Linked DNA regions of Capsicum annuum: region 2 is linked to region 1. Evidence: chromatin contacts called from public Hi-C data. All regions are on one chromosome and are shown on one strand. Each heading gives the region's core, a stretch centred on a gene start, on an enhancer-like site or on the middle of the called end of the contact. The rest is flanking DNA. Distances are from core to core; before and after follow the strand shown. Region 1 has its middle 63 kb from the start of LOC107848221. Region 2 holds the start of LOC107848485.

Region 1 (3,622 bases), core at 775-3,274:
ATGATCCATGTTTACGTTCATTATCAAGAAATTGAAGGCTTTTAAGTAATAAAAAAAGAGCCAAAAGAGAAGTACAACCAGTGTATCTTGAATTTGTATTTTGTGTTGATATTGTTGCTTTGATTGTTAGGGATACTGCTATTTTGATAGTATTTTTTTTTTCGTTGTCTCATTAGTTATACTTCTATTCATTAACTACTACACTGTTAAATATTTAGTTGGGAAGAAGAGGCAAAATAAATTTAATAATTTTGATTGAACATAATGGCAATTACGGATAAATTAATAAATCTTCATATGAGGTGAAATCGAAAGAAGAGATGGAGTGATCAAAATTCTTATTAAAAGATAATATGCAGGAAGTCCTCAGTGATATTGAGATACTCAATATAAATAAAAATACTTAATATATGCCTTTTGAAAATAGAGAACAATTTTATTGTGTTGGTGAAAAATAAGGTGGTTAAAGTGCAAAATATCAAAAAATAAATAGGATAGGGTGCACATCACAAAAGAAGACATGCACTAAGGGGTTGTTTGGTAGAGTGGATTAGCAAAAATAATGCATGTATTAATTAATGTGTATTATAAATATCTTGTTTGGTATAATTTTTAGTCTATGTATAACTAATGCAAGCATTAGTTATACACTCTATTGTGTATTAATGTGTGTATTACTAATACCACTCATTTTCTATGTATTAGTAATGTAAAGTCTTTAATACATGCATTAACTTATTAAATGACCTTAATACCCCTCAATTTTCCTCTCAAAATATTTTATTATTCCTTTTCCCACCATTTTAATTTGCAATAGTGAATTTTTACAAAACATTTCACAATTTTTTTCCCACCATTTTAATCTACAATAATGAATAATTGATTTAAATAATTGTAACATATTTTTGCTTTGCTTCGAGGGTTTTTAAAAAGATTAAAAAAAATTGAGACTATTTCTTAATTTTACGTCTTATATTTTATTTTTATTTCGACTGTGTTAATTGGTTGGCGTAATATTCCATACGCAAAGACGAAGGTCTTGCAATTAATCCAAAACCTCTATATATTAGTTCAACAATACTAATTATATTTGAGATGACAAAAAAATTTTATTATAAAAAAGTGTACAAAATCAAAGAAGGATATTTTTGTAAACAAACATTTCTTTTATAGAAATTATGTAAGATGTATTATTTCCTATACATCAAACCAAATAATGTATAAAAAATAATATATGCATAACTAATACAACTATTATTAATACACTATATTTTACATTGATCTTATACACTCTACCAAATGACTTTATAGGTGTATAATGTGATGGACTTGATTTGTTTTATTGAAGTTTGGTGTATTTATGTTTAAATTTTATTTTACTATCTTTTAGGGACTAAAAGTCTAGAAGTAGTGAGTCCACTCCTCAGTAAAACAGTGAACTTCTTCGAGATTTAGCGATACCGCAACACCTGATTCTTATTAATGAATTGGCAAGACTTAAAACAAGTATTCGAGCTTGAAAAGGCTAATTGAGCAAATCCACGTCGTTTAACATAATCAACACTTCTCAGCTTTTAGTAAATTTCAATGTTTCAATTTCTATTTTACAATTCAAACACATGGTTTAAACATAAATGCATTTTTCTACCTTAAACTATAAATGAAATTTCTAAGATAAAGAGTATCCTATTATCCGTACTAATGAAATTATATTTTTGATAAGCTTAAATATCTACCTAGCACATTAAGCAATAGATTCTCTCTCTAGTTCTGGCTCGTGGTGCACGTTAGTCTACGCGTGGCACCGGAGTTCTGTCATAGCTAGGGGACGCGGAAAAGGTCGAGGAAGAGGGCGGGGAAGACCGAGAAAAGAACCTATTGTTGTGGGTGGGAGTTCAACTAGACGAACTGGTGATATTTATAAGGGTAAAATGGTTACATCCACTCCAAATTCTGATGGGATGGGCGGTGCAACGACCACTTCTGGGCAGGGGGCATTTCGAAGAGATTTGAGTATGACTACTACACCTTCCACTCACCAACCTATCCCTAACCTTAGCCCTGAAGGTGCAAAAATTAATGGAACAGTAATAAGTGTGGGGAAGAACACTATATCTGCTGCTCCCGAAGAGGTAATTGAGGTTAGTGCTACTCAAGCCTCCTCTGTAGTCTCGAACGACGAAAGAAATGTTACCAATCGCATGTACAACCATGGAAATCGCTATTTACTAACAATCGATCGGCCATAAATGGACTCAAACGGGAATACATAGCACCTCAACTTGTTAATGGTAAGCCTGTTATTCAACTTGACTCAGGAGAGGTTACGAAGAAAGTTACGAAATGGAATTGTGCGCTAATAGCATATTTCATAGGAGATATAACAGGGTAAAATGCTATGACACGATATGTTAACCCAATTTGGTCTACTGTTGTGAGTCCTGAAGTAATTTATCATGAAGAAGGGTGTTATATTATTCGCTTTGCTTCAATTGAAGATATGAATGAGATCTTATACGCAGGACCATACACCATTAATAATAGGCCAATTATTCTTAAACCCTGTCGTTGAACTTTGATTTTAGCAAAGAGTTTCCAACAGAAATTCCACTTTGAGTTAAATTCCCAAACCTTCCAATGTCTTGTTGGGGTCACAATTACTTTGAGTAGAATTGCGGATATTGTTGGGGTTCCCCTTTATGTCGATGCAAACAGACAAGAATTTCCTTTGCGCCAATGTTAATTGAGGTGAATATTACTCAAACTCTACCAGATATTGTCACAGTTTTGGATCCTATGGGTAGGGAGTTTGAACTTCAAGTTGAGTACGATTGGAAACCAAAATTTTTCCTTAAATGTTCAGTTGTTGGACATAAATGCCCAGATCAGGAGAAACAAGACTTGAAGAATGTTTTGCCATAAAAAAAGAAAGCCTATCTCTAAGAAGATTATCCAACAATGACAAACAACAGGTGTGATTTTCCCTCCCCTAGCAACGCAATCTGGTGACTTGGATGCTCCCATAAAGGCTGTGGATGAGAGTGTGACAAGGGTACCAGATATCATTCAGTCTGAGACTAAGGCGAAATCCCCTGTACGGGTTGATAGAGAGCAACATCAGCAACAGGTAACAGGCCCTCCAAGTCCAGAGTTCAATTTACTGAATTTTCCCATATTATGTTTCGTTCCAACGAAGAATGGATTTGGGGTGCTACAAAGAGGTTTACGGTGTCAAGTTCTATCACTCCCGAAATTGGGAGGTCCCTCCAATACCATCCAATAAGTTGGGTTGTTTGGAACATTAGAGGGTTAAACAAGTGGAATAAGCAAAAATAATCGAAGTTATTTTTAAAGATCAAATATATTCAATTTGTTGTATTAGTGGAAACAAGAGTTAAGGCTCCAAGAGCTCCTAGAATATTATCTACTATTTTTCCTAGCTGGGATATTCTGGATAACTACCCAAAGGTTGTAAATGGTAGAATATGGATTGTTTGGAAGCCAAATTACTATCAGGTGGTGTCCATTAGAACAATCTCCCAAAGCATCCATTGTTCTGTCAAGGCTATTGTATCTTCACTTGATTGTTTCTTCATAGCTGTTTATGGTTTAAACTCTCTGG
Region 2 (3,622 bases), core at 304-2,803, 210 kb after region 1:
TGTAACCGTCTTAGTGAATATTTATCTAAGAAAGGTAATACGAATAATGAAATTTGCCCATGTTTTTTTATAAAGAAAACAACATTAGAGTTTGTCGTACTACTGTTTATGTCGATGACATAAATCTTATTGGAACTCCAATAGAGCTTCGAAAGGCAATTAATTACCTAAAGAAATAATTTGAGATAAAAGATCTCGAAAGAATAAAATTATGCCTTTATTTGCAAATTGAGCATTTGACAAACGATATCTTTGTCCATCAATCTGTCTATGTAGAAAATATGTTGAAAAGGTTTTATATAGATGAAGTACATCCATTAAGTACTCCAATGGTTGTTCGATCACTTGATGTGAATAAGGATTCATTCCGACCTCAAGAAAAGAATGAGAAATTCTTTGATCTTGAAGTACTATATTTTAGTGCAATTGGTGCACTAATGTATCTTGCAAATACTACAAAGCCTGATATAGCCTCATCAGTTAATTTATTAGTAATGTATAGTTCTGCTACTACTAGGAGACATTGGAATGGGATCAAACACATATTACGGTACCTCAAAGGAACTACCGATATGGGCTTATTTTATTCTGAAGATTGTACTCCGATCTTGTTAGTTATGCTGATGCTGGGTATTTATCTGACCCACATAAAGCTTGATTTCAAACAGGATATGTGTTCATATGTGGGGTATTGCCATATCTTGAAGATCTACAAAGTAGTCTATCGTAGCCGTTTCATCAAACTATGCTGGGATAATAGTTATTCGCGAAGCAAGCCGAGAGTATGTGTGGTTGAGGTCCATGATACATCTCATTTGAGAAAAATATAATTTGAAATGTGACAAAATATTCACAATTTTATATGACAATAATGCAGCATACATAGCATAACATAAGGGGGATCCATAAAAGGAGATAGAACGAAGCACATTTCGCCAAAGTTTTTCTACACACATGAACTACAAAAGAATGGTGATATTAATGTGCAATAGACTCGTTTAAGTGACAATATGGATGATTTATTCACCAAGTCTCTTCCAACTGCAACTTTCAAGAAAATAGTGCACAAAATCGGAATGCAAAGATTCAATGATGTTCTCATTAGGGAGAGTTAATACGCATTGTACTCTTTTTTCTTACGAGGTTTTGTCCCACTGAATTTTTCTTATAAGGTTTTTAATGTGGAAGCCTATATGCATATTATTAGAGTTGTGTACTCGTTTTCCTTCACTAGAGTTTTACTATTTTGAGTTTTTTTCTAGCAAGGTTTAACAAGGCACATTATCTATTAGACATTCAAGCGGGAATATTAATGTATATTGATTGTAATGAATATCTATCAAAAGTATAGATAGTATATATCAATGTATGAAATATTTATCTTTTAGAGAGAAACTAACTGAATTTTCCTCTATAAATAAAGAAACTTTCTTCATTATATATCATTTCCAAGCAAAATAGGAATTACACTCTCTATTCTCTCTTTTCGTCTTTTCTTCTTTATATTTCATGAAGTCTTTTAATCCATACCACCTAATTTTTCCAAATGCAAATGGATTTCAGAAATGTACTTGCCCAAAGTTGCATTTAATTAGGCCCAACAAGCCTTTTTCCCAATTTTAATGTTCTTTGATTTAAATTTTTACTCTTCCTCTTTGAACAAAATTTTCATTCTACTATAATTCAACGGCGATTCTCCCTCCGATCTAAAATCCAATTTCAGGTTTCCTTCTTAAATCTGTTCTCTCTCTCTCTTTTATTTGAATAAAAAAAACTTAAACTTATTACAAAAAATTGGGTAAAAAAATACAACCTTTGTTAATTATTATTATTATTATTTTAAATTCCCTTTTTTTTTCCTCAAATTTTTGGTTTTGGTAAATAACTGGGTTTACAGAAATGGCAGAGCAGAAGCAGAAGCAGCAAGTGGGATCTAAAAAAGTGAATGAACTTCGTCCATTGGATAATGGGATTAATATAACTGTTAAAGCTATTAGTAAGAAAACAATTGCACAAAGAAATCGTCTTGCTGAATGTTTGGTTGGTGATGATACTGGAATTATTATATTCACTGCTCGCAATGATCAAGGTAATTTTTGTTTCTGTAATTCTTGTGGATTGATTCCTAATGCTTTATTTCGTTCTTTGATTGAGATTGAGTCTTTATTGTTAAATTTGGACTTTTGTTTAATAAATGCGGAGTTTATGTTGTGAAGACCGAGGGTCTATTGAAAATAACTCTCAACCTCACCTTAGAGGTACAAACTACTTGCACTTTATCCTCCAAGACCCCATATATGTTGTTGTTGTGGAGATTATGTTTTTAAGATCTTGTAATTGATGTTGATGGTTGAACTCTTTCCGATGATTTTTTTGTGGTGCATAGATCGGAGAGTTTGGAGGTCGCATATAAGGTAGAAGGTTAGTTGGTATTGAGTCTTTTCTTGCTTTCCTTGGGGATAGGTTTGGTGGTCATCATTTTGACCTCTCTTCTTACCAGTATTACTGGCACTATGCTTTATTTAGTTTATGATTGAGAAAAAATTGAGTCTTTATTGTTAGATGTATTTCATTAATGTGGAGTTTATATTATTAAGATCTCGTAATTGAGGTTGATGTTTTGTTGTTGCATCTTTATCTTACCTAGGACATGACGTTAGACAGGAGAGTTTGGAGGTCACGTATTAAGGTGGAATGTTAGTTGGTAGTTGAGTGTAAGCTTGGTGGTAAATGATGGGATCTCTCTTCTTACCAGTATTATTAGCACTATGCTTTTTTTTGTTTGTTTATGATTATGAAAAAATCGAGTCTTTATTTGTTAGAATTGAACTTTTATTTCATCAATGTCGAGTTTATGTTGTTAAGATCTTGTGATTGATGTTGATTCTTAATCTTACCAAGGATATGGTCTTAGATAGGAGAGTTTGGAGGTTAGTGTATTAAGGCAGAAGGTTTAGTTGGTAATTGAGTGTTTTCTTGCTTCCGTTGGGGATAGGCTTGGTGTTCATTCTTGGACCTCCCTTTTTATATAATGTAGAGTTTATATTATTAAGATCCTCATCATTGGTGTTGATGGGTGAGCCATTTTTTGATGATTTTTGTTGGTGCATTTTGATCTTACTGAGGATAGGCCTTAGATTGGAGAGTTTGGAGGTCATGTATTCTTGTAAAAGGTTAGTTGGTAATTGAGTGTTTTCTTGCTTCCTGGGATCGGCTTGGTTGGTAATTATTGGATCTCCCTTCTTTACAGTAGTATTGAGAAAAAAGTTGAGTCCTTATTGTTAGAATTGGACTTTTATTTTGTTAATATCAAGTTTATGTTGTCAAGATCTTGTCATTGGTGTTGAAGGGTGAACTCTTTGCGATGATTTTTGTTGGTGCATCTTGATCTTATTGAGGATATGACTTTGATAGGAGAGTTTGGAGATCGCATATTAATGTAGAAGGTTAGTTGGTAGTTGAGTGTTTTCTTACTTACCTGGGGATATGTTTGGTGGTCATTATTTTGACCTCCCTTCGTACCAGTATTATGCTTTATTTAGTTTATGATTGAGAAAAAATTGAGTCTTTATTTGTTGGAACTGGACTTTTGTTTAATCAATGCGGAGTTTATATGGTTAAG

The links. A called contact is a pair of places that touch in the nucleus more often than the background predicts.
Region 2: a Hi-C map of leaf shows a contact between it and region 1, with 3 times the contacts expected there. The contact joins the promoter of LOC107848485 here to the enhancer-like site in region 1. A contact is called at or near these places in 2 of 5 Hi-C or Micro-C datasets (leaf and placenta).

What each region holds. Positions count from the first base shown.
Region 1 is chr11:40,037,232-40,040,853 of UCD10Xv1.1, forward strand. No RefSeq gene overlaps it. Among protein-coding and RNA genes, the nearest start is that of LOC107848221, 63 kb to the right of the region's middle. Within about 2 kb of position 2,025, at least 4 of the 5 cell types and tissues checked have an H3K27ac peak or open chromatin away from gene starts, as enhancers often do. A contact at or near this core is called in leaf, where this site is marked.
Region 2 is chr11:40,251,182-40,254,803 of UCD10Xv1.1, forward strand. LOC107848485 reads left to right here and starts at 1,554. Exons shown (of 3, transcript XM_016693260.2): 1 at 1,554-1,723; 2 at 1,898-2,089. The coding sequence starts at 1,900.